Regions from separate parts of the Oryctolagus cuniculus genome. Here region 1 is linked to region 2. The links are chromatin contacts, called in public Micro-C maps. All regions are on one chromosome and are shown on one strand. Each heading gives the region's core, a stretch centred on a gene start, on an enhancer-like site or on the middle of the called end of the contact. The rest is flanking DNA. Distances are from core to core; before and after follow the strand shown. Region 1 holds the start of IGFBP4 (insulin like growth factor binding protein 4). Region 2 has its middle 23 kb from the start of TNS4.

The links. A called contact is a pair of places that touch in the nucleus more often than the background predicts.
Region 1: a contact with region 2 is called in a Micro-C map of ear pinna, with 4 times the contacts expected there. The contact joins the promoter of IGFBP4 here to the enhancer-like site in region 2. A contact is called at or near these places in 5 of 6 Hi-C or Micro-C datasets (ear pinna, embryonic fibroblasts, liver and 2 more).

Annotation. Positions count from the first base shown.
Region 1 is chr17:22,049,977-22,057,046 of mOryCun1.1, reverse strand. It overlaps IGFBP4 (insulin like growth factor binding protein 4), which reads left to right and starts at 3,062. Exons shown (of 4, transcript XM_002719357.5): 1 at 3,062-3,900. The coding sequence starts at 3,552. LOC138846090 (a long non-coding RNA gene) reads right to left here and starts at 6,173. Exons shown (of 2, transcript XR_011383479.1): 1 at 4,430-6,173; 2 at 1,818-2,725.
Region 2 is chr17:21,982,817-21,988,914 of mOryCun1.1, reverse strand. No RefSeq gene overlaps it. Among named protein-coding and RNA genes, the nearest start is that of TNS4, 23 kb to the left of the region's middle. Within about 2 kb of position 4,129, at least 2 of the 8 cell types and tissues checked have an H3K27ac peak or open chromatin away from gene starts, as enhancers often do. A contact at or near this core is called in ear pinna, where this site is marked.

The DNA.
Region 1 (7,070 bases), core at 1,813-4,312, 69 kb before region 2:
CCAGGCTGCTCTCTGCACTGTGGGGTCTGGGCAGATCCTGGCTGTCCTGACCTCTCCAAGGATGGGGCCCTGGGGGGCGGGCAGGCAGCTGTACTGATGTACCATTATTCTGCCCACATCTGGGGAGACCACAGCGGTGCCCTACCTAGGGCCTGGATGTCAGCCATCGAGGAAGGGATCTGAGCCCCACCGCTCAGTGTGCGCACAGCGGGAGTCTAGGGAAGTCGGCAGAGAGGCAAAGAGGCTGGACGTCTAAGGCATCTCAAGCCTGGGGGCCACCTGTTCCTATCCCCCTCACCCGGATGTCACTTTGTACGTCTTTTGTTCATGTTGGCCTTCCTTTAGAATGCTCTGACAGCTGTTTTGCAAGACAGCAGAGTATAGGGGTTCATTGCAAACTCAAATCAGATTACCTTGGTTCATTTCCCTGTCCTTGCACTTACTTGCTGTGTGACTTTGAGTAAGTTATATACCGCTCTGTGCCTCACTCTCCCTGTCTTAAAAAGGGGTTAATGATAGTACTCATTCCATGAGGTTGCTGTAAAGAGCCAGGTTCCAGCATGAAGCACTGTGGACTTTAAGGGTTAACACTCATACTAATGGGCGCTACCAGACACGGTGCTGCTGTCAGGCCGGCATCTTCCCCCCTGGAAAGGGAGCTCTTCTTCCCATTTCTTAAGGAGGCCAGCTGAGGTCTGGAGCTGTAGGAACAAGGGTGCTGGAGAGGCTCTAAACCAGAAGCCAGTGAAGGCGGGGGGCTGGAAGAGGCAGGGAGGAAGTGGGGCTCTTCCATGCCCACTGGGAGGGGCATCTTTCCAGCCCTCAGGGACCCGGAAGGCTGTGGAGCCCTGGGCTGGGAAAGATGGCAGGGAAGGAGGGCCAGGATCCTTTGCTTGGAAGGCTTCTGGTTGGAGCTGTGAGTCTGTAAGGAGGCAGCAGTCAGGTGGAGAATGCCAATGACCAGCACGGTGCTTGACTCTGCTCCTCGGCTTCATCCAACTCTCCTGTGGGGGTTAGCTCCCTTCTTTCAGAGGCTGAAAATGACCCTCGAAGATATTAAGTGGCAGGTCCTGGATCCCACAGCTCTGAAGTGGCTGTCCTGCAACTTTGAATCTGGTCCTCTGACTCCACATCCCAAGCCTTTGATCTACAGCCTCTCCCAGACACTACAAGCTAAGGGGTGGGGCGGGGGGGGAAGAGGAGGGACAAAACCCACCAGTTCCATGGCGGGGGACAAGGCCCCCAGAATGTAGCACAAAGCCTGTGCATAAAAGGTGCTCAGATATGTGTTGCATGAACGGTGGGGAGGGACTTGGAAGGCCTGCTCCTAGGAGTGCATTCTCCTGCCTCTGTGACAGAAATAGGGGTGGGGTGGGGAAGGTGTCTGAGGACTGGGGGCTGGGGGAGGTACTGGGATCAGAGCGGACCTCTGTCTCACCTGGAAACCTCTCTGGACTTCCCACACATACCTGCACACATGCTTGCCCAGGTATGCCTCTTGGCCCTGTCCAGCCTCTCCTGCCCCCTCTGCCTCCAGGACCCGGCAGTACCTTATGCCTTCCCGGTTTGCTGTATAGGGAATAGCCTGGCACCGGGATCAGAACTATCCTTCTTGGTACCATGGTATTCTCACAAGAGCTTCGACAGGTAGGATGAGTGGAGATGATGGAGTTAGGAACTGTTAAGCTCTAAGGTCAGAGGACAGGTTGGAGGCAGAACGGGGTCCAAAGGTATTGCAAGTAGAGGAACGGGGCTGAGGGGGCACTTCTCTGAATTAGGCCAGGCTGGGCTCTTCTCAAGGACCTGAGGAACCTGGCTCTGTCTGTCCTTTTTTTATTTTTAATCCAAGGCAGAAGGGGCAGAAGGGACCCCATTTCATCCCTGAGGGGATGGAGAGAATCCCAGAGCCTTGTGCTGGGCCATCGCTCCAGCCCTCTGCAGTCTTCATAGTTGCCAGTAGGTGCCGCCAGTTTGCAACTTTTTGGTCTGTCCCGTGGTCCGGCTTCCAGCCCGGTCTCCCTGCAAGCACTCGGGCAGCCTGCACTTGCAGAAAGCCAGAGGTGGCTCAGACTCCGCGAGGCCGAAAGACTCCTGCCCTACAAGACGAAGTACGAAAGGGAGTCTTCGAGCTGCACTTCAGCTTGGTTGCCCCACAGCTTTGCAGGCCAAGCAAAAAACCAATCAGTGCACTGTGGGCCACAGATCACGCCTGGACAGGTGCCCTTAGCCTTAAACAAGCTGCAAGATAGCAGAAACCTCTGTGTGGGCGGACTGGCAGGGATTAGGGTATCCGAGAAAGACCTTAGGAGATGGGTCCCTGCACCAAATGCTATTCTCTGGCTCCTCTCAATCCCAGCAGGATTGGGGCAAGGGCTGGGGATATAGGACATCACAGAGTGGAAGAACAGCCCCATGCTAGCCCAAGTTGGAAAAAGGCACCCCCTTCCTCAAACCCTTGACTGCCACCTGCTGGGAAACCGTCACAACTACACAAATACACAATGGCTGCAAGAGCAGTGTCCCCGAAGTTGTTCAGACGCAACCCGAGAGTGTTGTGAGTGGGCAATCCCGCAGGCCAATTTTCCTTCCAGGAGTGCGTTGGGACAGTTGAAGCAAACACCCAGGAAAGAAGAGGCTTGGCACCTCTCCTCCCTCCCAGGCCTTCAGTCGATTCCACGCCAGAGAAGGCAGAGTGGACCAGGGTCCGGATGAGCCTTGGGGGATCCTGGGGAAAGGGGAGGTTGCAAGGGTTCAGCGGGAAGAGAGTCTTGGGCCGCCAGGCCTTCCTGACCCCTCGCTGGGTGCTTGTGCCTCCTTCTCCACCCCACACGGCCCGATCTCCAGCAGAAGCCTGGAAGCCCTGGGGTGGGGTGGGAAGGACTCCGGCCAGGGACATTGAATTCGCAGAGCAGGGAGTCCTGGCGGGAAGGTTCTGTTCTTAGTGGGGACTGAGGGCAGCGTCGGTGGGGGTGGGGCAGAATCCTCTGAGATTGGTGGGGGGAGGGGGCCAAACCCAGCCCCTTCGCTTCGCCTCTCCCGCTCTCCCCTCCCGACTCGGGTTCAGAGGCGCCCTGGGCGCCTGCAAAGCTTCCCAACCGCGCCGCTTCCTTCTTCGGCAGCAAAGGACTTTCAGATGTTGGAGCGGCGGCGGCGACTCAGGACAGCGCCCCCTCCCCCTAACGGCCGCCTCTCCCTCTCCCCCTCGCCCGCCCGGGCTCCCCCACCTCTGGGAAGGCGCTGGGGGTGTGGCCAGGGGCCGGTATAAAGTCCGCGGGGGGAGCCGGTCCCGGGCAGCCGCTCAGCCCCCAGCCCCCGCCGCCCGCCGCCCGCCTAGGCCAGGCCGAGGATGCGGCGCAGCGCCCGCGCGGCCAGGCTCGCTCCGCTCCGGCGCGCTTGCTAACTTCCCCGAATCCGTCCCGGTCCTCCAGCCCGGCCGCCCCGTCTCCCAGCGCCCTCCGGGTCGGGTCTTCCAGGCGCGCCGGGCGCTGCCGCCGCGTGCCCCCAGCTACCCGCCTGCGCGCCCGCGCTCCCCGCCCCGTCCTCGCCCGACCATGCTGTCCCTCTGCCTCGTGGTCGCCCTGCTGCTGGCCTCCGGGCCCCAGCCGAGCCTGGGCGACGAAGCCATCCACTGCCCGCCCTGCTCCGAGGAGAAGCTGGCGCGCTGCCGCCCCCCCGTGGGCTGCGAGGAGCTGGTGCGGGAGCCGGGCTGCGGCTGTTGCGCCACTTGCGCCCTGGGCTTGGGGATGCCCTGCGGGGTGTACACCCAGCGCTGCGGCTCGGGCCTGCGCTGCTACCCGCCCCGGGGGGTGGAGAAACCCCTGCACACGCTGATGCAAGGACAAGGCGTGTGCATGGAGCTGGCGGAGATCGAGGCCATCCAGGCAAGCATGCAGCCCTCTGGTAAGACACCCTGCCCTCGCTCGACCTCTTGGTGCGCTCTTCCCTCCTCCGGCTGGCCTGGAAGGCCCTGGAAAAATCCCCCGTGAGCTGAGGAGAAGGCAGGGACGTGGCAGGGCCTGACTGGCACGGGACAGGCTCAGCCAAAGAAACTGCTCCCCAGTTCCCAACAGCCTGTTGCCACGGCTAAGGGGACTGTGTCCCATCCCTATGTCTCAAATCTCCCACCGGTGCTATCTGGGAAGAGGTCTGGCTGCTGGTGACAGAGTGGCAAATGTAGTGACCAGGTCTGGTCAAGAGAGCTGTCCACGGCCAGTGAACTGGAGCATGGGGGTGGAGTGGGGGTGGGGACAGCTCTGTTCCTGAACCAGGGCCTGCCCCTCACCCTGGACGCCGGTGAAACCCCAGGGGCTGAGGAGCCAGAGCTGGACATCCTCACGTGGTGGAGTGGGAAATACAAAGGAGGTGGCCTTTGGTGGTGAGGGCTGCCAGGCTGCCAGGCTGCCCGTCCCCAAAGCCGTAGGCAGCTCACCTTGCTGTTGGAGGGCTGTGCAAAGACAGGGGTCTCTGCCCGGCCTGGTCTCCAAGCTCCCCTGCTCCCTCTTCCTGGCAGGTGCCACGTGAGCTGGCAGAAGAGAAGTCTTGGCTCCCAGCCCAGAGCTGCGGAAACCTCGTGGGTGTGGGATAGGGGATAGCGATGGGGAGGGCGGGAGAGAGACCTTTTAGCCCTAACCTCATTCTTACACTTTCTCTGTTTCCATTCCTCAGTGAGCCGGTCTCAGCTTCTCTCCCATGTCTCTTTCGGCCTTGTGTTCTTTTGTTCTTTCCTGCTTTGTCTCTCAGCAGCCAGTTTCACTAACGACGTCCTGAGTTCTCTTTCTCAGTTTCTCTCTCTCGCTCGCGCTCTCTCGCCAGCTTGTTCCACGCTTCTGTTTCTGTCGCACGGCCTCTCACTTTCATCTCGCTTTCCATTTTTCTGCTGCCTGGTCTTTCCATCACTGTTTTTATCTTTCTGCTCCCCTTGGACCCTCTCTGCCTGTCTGTATCTCTGCCTCCGTTTCTTGTTCCCGCTCCGTCTGTTTCGCTCTCCCTGTGCCTCTGTGTCTGTCTCTCTTCCTGGTGCTTCAAGCTTCCATTGTTGCAGTCCGGATGCTGGGACTCTGGCCCCAAGCTTCCTGCCCAGGGTCCCAGACCGCTCCACTTCCTCAATCTTCTGCCGCCTGTTAGCTGGAGGAGAGCAGGATGCAGGGAAAACAGGAAGGAGGTGGACCCCAGGGGTCCGGGCCTCTGGCCTCGCTGCCCTTCCTGCCCCTGGGCAGAGAGAGATGGGTCAGCAGAAAACAGCCTGGCACCCAGCTCGTCGGGAGGAGGGGTCCTGGGGAGTAAGTTGCTGATCTTGGGGCACAGATGCCAGCACCAGTGAGGCTGGGAGTGAGGGCTGAGCCCTTGGGCTCCTTGGGTACAACGGGGGCCAGTTTCCTTTTGAATTCTCCACCCTCCGCTGGCTGGCGGGTGTCTGGCACCAGATAAAGATGGCCGCCTCCTCCTCTCTTGCCCACTGGAACAGAGGAGCCCTCAGAGGGTCTTCTGCTTTGCTTAGGTAGGAAGACCCCATTCTTTGGTGGAGGATAGTCTGACCCTGTCGCACGGCTTGGCACGGACAGCTGGTGGCTGCCCTGTGGACACAAGGCAAACTGGCCTGCAGAGGTGACTAGGAGTGGGTTGGCTTCAGGTCCCTGTTGGATTTCGGAGCCCAGGTGGCTAATGTGTCTCCCCCTTCCCTCTTTGCTTTGTCCTCCACCCATGCTGAAGATGCAGGCAGCTGGAGGGGGCGAAGGGGGAATCAGGAGGGTCGGGGAAGCTAGGTACCTGCTTGGTAGGCAGGGTCCATGCGCTGTCACCTCCTGGTCATCAGAGAAGTCCTCCCCTACCACGGCCTGGGCCACGCTGCACCAGGGGAAGGACGCCCCCTAGAGTTGTGCAGCAGCTCTGCAGGGTCTTTGGTGAGAGAAGGTGACCAGGGCTCAGACCCTATCCTGCTACCCTCTTTAGCCTTATACTGTCAATAGGGCATTGTCCCTCCTGGGGGTCCCCTCCCGCAGCCCAACCCCAATCTGCCCCCTGCAGCCCAGGAATGCTGGGTGGAGGGCATCAGGCGGTTCTCTGCGTCTTCCTCTTGGGGCTGAGCTTCAGCAGGTGGTTGGGGACAGGCATTCCCTTGGTTTGCCTCCTCCTCGGCCAGCTATGGCTCAGCTGCCGCTGCTGTGCACCAGGGGCAGGTCTTCCCCACCCTCCCCACCCTCCCCCACCCGTCCATCTCCAGCCAGCTCCAGGCAGCCAGGTTGTGGATTAACACGGCTGTGGCCGCCAGAGGTGGAGCGGGACATGTGCGTCACAAGTCCACAATTCTGCCTCGGGGTCCTGACCCTCCACTCGTGGAATCTGGGGGAGTGTTCAGTGGGGAGATCAGCCTTGGACAGGGAGTTCCTAAACTGGGCCCTGGGTCCCTCTGGGACAGGGTTAGGGAACAGGGAGGCTGGGTTAATTTTTAGTCAACGCAGCAAATATTGTCCTCCGTACTTCAGTACTGGGAATCCAGGCATGACATGGGAGCCGGCCTTCCCAGAAATTCTATGCCTTGGGGGAGGAGGGCTGGAGGAGCAGGGCTGCTTGGCATTTTTCCTGTAGTATTGGCAAAGCAATATTACCAGTTGGTTCCTCGGCGATCAAGAATCTTTTCCGTTTAAAGACGTAGGAGCTGCGAGTTAAGTCTGCCCGTCCAGTTTGCTCAGCTGTGAAATGGGGATGGTGACAGGACCTGCCTCGCAGGGTGGGAACGTCTGGCAAGGAGCAAGGCTCAGTAAGCTGACGTTGATGAGGATGGCAATGAAGAAAGGGTTGCTGCTGGGACTCGAGGACCAGTAGGACAAGGGAGCAGAGTTGGGGGGACATTCAGAGGAACTAAGGGGTGGGTGGACTTTGGGGCCTCTTGTTGCTGTGTGCACGAGGAGAGCCCCACTGCCTTAGCAGGCTCTTCAGGCCCAGGCCAGTAGTACAGCACAAAGGTGAGGGGCTTCCCAAGTCAGCCCTCAAAGAAGGGGCCTGGGCTCCACACAGGTGGTCCTGGCTTGTCCTCCTCGGGAAATGTCTTTCTGGCTGAGCAGGTGAGTGAG
Region 2 (6,098 bases), core at 2,880-5,379:
CTGCACCTAATTTTAGCTTTGGGTGAAAAAGTTTAGGGCTATAATTTTTTTTTTTTTTTTTTGGACAGGCAGAGTGGACAGTGAGAGAGAGAGAAAGACAGAGAGAAAGGTCTTCCTTTGCCATTGGTTCACCCTCCAATGGCCGCCGTGGCTGGCGTGCTGCGGCTGGCGCACCGCGCTGATCCGATGGCAGGAGCCAGGTACTTATCCTGGTCTCCCATGTGGGTGCAGGGCCCAAGCACTTGGGCCATCCTCCACTGCCTGGCCACTCCCTGGCCACAGCAGAGAGCTGTGCCTGGAAGAGGGGCACCCAGAACAGAATCCGGCGCCCCGACCGGGACTAGAACCCGGTGTGCTGGTGCCGCAAGGGGAGGATTAGCCTAGTGAGCCGCGGCGCCGGCTTTAGGGCTATAATTTTTAAACTTTAATTTTATTTGGGGCAAAGGTGACTTCTTGTTTTTAATAGTGTTAGATTAAGTCACTCCATCTTGGTTTGATTTTTAAGGTTCTTCAGGTGGAGGTCGTTGTGACAACAGCCGGGAAGCTCCTACGATAAAGGAACAGAGCTTTCAGCTTGTGGGCCCGTTAGACTCGCTTTGGTCGTGGTTTGGTTTGCGTATCTCAGCCTGGCAGTGGCTTAGGGTTCCCCATAATCCACTTGGATTCCCGCACCGACTGAGAGCCCACTCTGTGCCAGCCACAGTACCGGGTGCCAGGGGGAACACGGGGACAAGAGCCAGACTCTGCCTCGAAGGAGCTCTTCTCTGCCAGGGGCCAGCGGCAGGTGCACAGCTCCCTCTGTTGCAGACTGGAGCCAAGACAGAGGTGTGAACGGGGGCTGGGGTGTACCGAGGACGGAGCAGGTTGTCTTCTGGAATGTCGGAGCAGACTTTGTACCCACGGGGATGCCTCATCTGCCCCTTGAAGAATGAGTAGAGCTCCCACAGCTGGGAGGGGGTGGGGGTGATGTACCCTGAACACAGTGGGACATGGTCCAGTATTGGGGGGGGGCAGCAATCAGCACTCACTGCGCACCTATTAACTACCAAACTCTGTGCTAGGTGCTTTGCGCGTGTATCATCTCATTTAACCCCTGCAGCACTCTAACAAGGTAGGTACCGGTACCGACGAGGGACCCAACTTTGGAGAGAACAAATGGTCGAACTTGTATTTGCATCAGCTTTGTTTGAATTCCATGCTCCTCCCTCCCCCAGGCCAGTGGTTTCCTGAGTGTATTCTATAAAACTCTCAGGGTTCCTGGAGTGCTTTAAGGGCATGTCTGATTTTAATCTCATATTTAAAATACAATCAACACACACTGGAATGTGTTACCTAACAGAAAAAGCTTCCATCCATTTCTGCATATTCTTGGGTTTCTTGTAAGTGATTAGAGAGACAGCGTGGTGTTGGGGGGGGGGGCGTGTCTCTCCGTGTGCAGCTGTGAAGGGCTCACCAAGCAGGTGGGATTCGGAATCCCAGGGGCCTGACTCAAGCCACGTGAATCCTTCCGAAGAGAAACTGGGCCCCCTGTGCTCTAAAGAAATCTCAAAATTCCTGGAGGAGTGGCTTGAGGATGCTGACGTGGGGGAGGGAGCGGAGTAGAAGAAGCTGCGGTCTGGAATGCACGCGGCGGGGTGGGGGCTGACCCTGTTCCTCCTCCTCCCCCCGCCCCCAAGAGGCCTGGAGAAGCCTAGGATCCGGCCACCGGCCGTGCTGACTGCCTGCGGAGTAGAACTCCGAGGGGCTGTGCGGCTTAGAAGGGGGGTGGGGGCGGAACCAGGAACTTCCTGAGCCGCGTTTGTACAAGGCTCAGCCAGTGTTTGCTTTGCCCCCTCCCCCTCCCAGATGGAGGGTCTTTAAAGGAGTTAAAGTGTCTGAGAGAGACCAGGGCAGCAGGGTTCTGAGGTGCTGTTTAGAGCGAAGCCTGTTGTAGGCTGGTATTTAGGAGTCCTGAGACCCAGAGACCAGCTCGCTCTGAAACAGGCTGTCCTCCTATGCGCGTTACAGAGCTGCCAGGAAACTTTCCTGTCTTAGTTACCAGCAGAAACCAAAAGCCAGAAGCTATTAGAGGAAGGCTGAAATATGACTTAGAAAGACGAAGCTACATAAACTGAAAATAAGACCTTTGAGGAAACACACAGATCGTAGGCAGAAGAGACCGTAAAGCATTCGCAAGAAGGCACTGGAGCTATAAAACAGTGCTATGAAAAAAGAACGGTTAGAAAACAAAAAAAGCCCTTGGACATAACAGTGTCATTAAAATTCAGTGCAAAAGTGGAAAGTTAAGGTCAAGGCAATCTCTCAGAAAATGAGGCAATTGGGGAAAGAAACAATTTTATTAGAGAAAAGATAAGAGATGGAAAAAAGTCAACACAGGAGGTCCATGATTAAATAAAAAGTATTTCTGGGAGAGAAAGCAGGGGAAGGGAATTTTCAAATAAATAATTGAACCGAATTTCGCAGACCAAAAACATTCAAGCCCTCTGACACACAGGGCTCATCAAGCCCCAGCATAAAGAACAAACGTGGGGGCTGGTGTCATGGTGCAGCGGGTTCAGCTGTCACCTGTGACCTGGCGTCCCATATGAGTATGTTGGAGTCCCAGCTGCTCCACTTCCAATCCAGCTCCCTGCCAATGCATCTGGGAAAGCAGTGGAGGAAGGCACAAGTGCTTGGGCCCCTGCACCCACATGGGAGAGCTGGATGAAGTTCCAGGCGTCTGGCTTTGGTCTGGCTCAGCCTTGGCTGTTGCGGCCATCTGGGGAGTTAACCAACAGATGGAGGACCCCCCCCGCTCCCGTGCCACAACTCTTTCAAATAAGTAAATAAACAAAATCTTTTTTTAAAAAAGAACATACATGGTTTTGAGATTCCAGAATACCCTGGAAATATAAGAAGACTCTAAAATTTCCAGAGAGAGAACAGTCACCTACAAAGAAAGAAAAATCAGAAATTCACAGTGTTTCCCACTAGCACAATGGAGCAAAGACTGTAAGTTTCTGTGGCACAGTCACTTAAGGAAAAATTCAGTACTCAGCTAAACTGTCCCCTGAGGATGACTGCAGGTCAAAGATGTCTTAAGATACTTAGGGACAGGGCCAGCACTATGGCATAGTGGGCTAAGCCTCCACTTGCAGTGCCGGTTTCCCATATGGGCATCGGTTCTAGTCCTGGCTATTCATCTTCCAACCCAGCTCTCTGCTATGGCCTGGGAAAGCAGTGGAAGATGGCCTAAGTCCTTGAGCCCCTACACCCGCATGGGAGACCTGGAAGAAGCTCCCGGCTCCTGGTTTCGGACTGGCCCAGCTCTGGCCGCTGTGGCCATTTGGGGAGTGAACCAGCAGATGGAAGATCTCTCTCTCTCTGTCTCTCCTCCTCTTTCTGTAACTCTGCTTCTTAAATAAATAAATACAATGTTAAAAACAAAATATACGTAAGGCCTAAGAAAGTGCACTTCTGACATACTCTTTGGAACTTATTTGGCCAAGAGCTGTAACAGAACAAAGGGAGAGGGAATTAGCTTAGTGTGCTGTGTTAATACATCAAGCAGCTTGTTGAGGGTGTGTTTTCTGTTAGGTTTAGGAAGCAGGGTTATGCCTTTCTGTAAACTGAACTAAGCTTTCAATCTTTTTATGTTCCAAAAGTGCACAGGGAATTCTCTCTTTCTTGAGTGTTTTCCAAAACAAACAAAGTCCCAAGCCTTGCTTTAAGAGCAATTCTTTGACAATATTTTCTGGGTTTTCTTTCATCGTTGTTTTGTGAAGTTTGTGCTTTGTGGCAGGTCCTGCGGCCAGCCAGTATCCATCCGCCTCCTTCCTTCACGTGGAAGAATCCACGTTTGCCAAGTTAAAAAATAAACGTCATTGGCTGCCTTCCAGAGGGGTGGCGCAGATGACACAATGCTGACCAATGAGAGGATAGCACAGACTTACTGAGTGGGAGTTTGGGAAAAGCCATTGTTTTCCTGATAAAAGGGATGGGCTTAGCCCTACCTTTGTCTTCCGAGCCCCTGCCAGGAACGTAGAGACACCTGGAAGTGCAGGTGGGATCTCATGAGCATCCAGACAAAAGGCGTTTGCTAAGGATTCCGGGGCAGAAGGACAGGAGTCCTGGTCCCTGGCGGCGTCACGGAACTTCCCACCAACCCAGGTCTGCCTGGATTTCCTGTTACACACGAAAAATGTATCCCTGAAGCTTCCATGACTGACTTGTTCAATTTTCTGTTACTTGCAGTAAACTCACGATCAGAGCTGCAGAAAAGTTTTTCAGTTTTATGAAAAAGTATTGGGTGAGTCAGAGGCCATCATTAAGGGGGGTAACTTTCTCCCTTCTGTTATCAGCCCCCAAACCAGAAACTGACAGCCTCTCAGAAGTACTGGGCAGAAATCTTTCAACTTTCTTGGTAACCCCTTCTTGGGTTTCTCACTGAGAGGAGGCGGTCACGCCTGGGTGGGCGTGGCCTGGGTTGGGGTGGGCGTGGCCTGCTCCTGGTGCTGTCTGGACCCGCCTTCACTCCAGCAGCACGTTCCATCCCTGCTCCTGTCTCCTGCAGGCTGCACCCAGCAGGCCGGGCCCAGCCTCTGCTTACAGGGCTTCAGTGGTACGGCTGCTGTGCCCTGAGTGGGAGGGCTGTGGGGAGGGACTGGGAAGGCCATGTGGGCTTTGGGCCTTAGCCACTTCCCCGGGTCCATCTGGAGCAGCAATAAAGCTGACATTTTAATCTCCCCTTGTCTCCAGTGACCACTCCTCAGCTGGATCAGAGCTCAGAGAGGTGAGGGGTGAGATGAACCCCCACCCACGGCCCCCAACATCTGCTGAACGCGTGCCCCAGAGGGAAAAGGCAAAGTTAGATGAAAACACTGGTTTATAACTTTTAGTAATTATTAGACAACCTTTCTCTCTACTTAGCTGTTTATATGTCTTTTGATCTTACTATAAAATGTATATCATGTTATTATTTTTCAAGGTAAGGGCCTGGACCGAGAAAGACAAGTCTCTTCTAGTCCTGGCTGCACTAACTTGCTCGGTGGCATGAATTTTTTCTAGCTTCAACTTTTTTTTTTTTTTTAAAGATTTAATTAATTTATTCTGAAAGAGTTACAAGAGAGGTAGAGACAGAGAGAGGGTTCTTCCATCTGCCAGTTCACTCCCCAAGTGGCTGCAATGGCCAGAGCTGAGCTGATCTGAAGCCAGAAGCCAGGAGCTTCTATCAGGTCTCCCACGTGGGTCAGGGACCCAAGCACTTGGGTCATCTTCTACTGCTTTCCCAGGTCATAGCAGAGAGCTGGATCAGAAATGGAGCAACTGGGACTCGAACCGGTGCCTACATGGAATGCTGGCTCTGCAGGCAGGGGCTTTAACCCACTGTGCCACAGAGCTGGCCCCTCTAGCTTCAATTTTTTTTAAAAAAAGATTATTTAGTTTGTCTGAAGGGCAGAGTTGCAGAGAGTGGGGACAGGTTGGCAGACACAGAGAGACAGACAGAGAGACAGAGGGATCTTTTATCTGCTGGTTTACTCCCCAAATGGCCTCAATGGTCTGTCCAGTCCAGGCCAAAGCCAGGAGCCTGGAACTCCATCTGGGTCTCCTTCATGGGTGCAAGGTCCCCAGAACTTCGGTCATCTTCCGCTGCTTTCCCAGGTGCAATAGCAGGGAGCTGGATCAGAAGCAGAGCAACTTGGACTTGAACCTGTGCTCATATGGAGTGTTGGTGTCATAGGCGACAGCTTAACCCACTGCATCACCCCAGACCCTCTCGCTTCAATTCTACCAGTTGTGTAATGAGCGGCTTAGACGTGCTGATCAATAGGGCCCATCTCTAACTTTGCCATCCTTTTGTTCAACACTTTTTCACTGAACACCTCTATGTGTCAAACTCTGTGCTGGAGGCTGGTTATACAACACCATACAAAACAAATATGACACCTGCCATCTTGGATTTAGAGTCTGGTAGGAGACGCACACGCATACGTGCATGAATATATGAATAATTTCAAGTGTTTCGGCCTTTTAATCGGCAGCATTTTAGTCGCCACTCACCCACACTTGGGGGAGGCCTCGCTGGTCGGTCCGACAGCCACCACGAGGCAGCATCACCA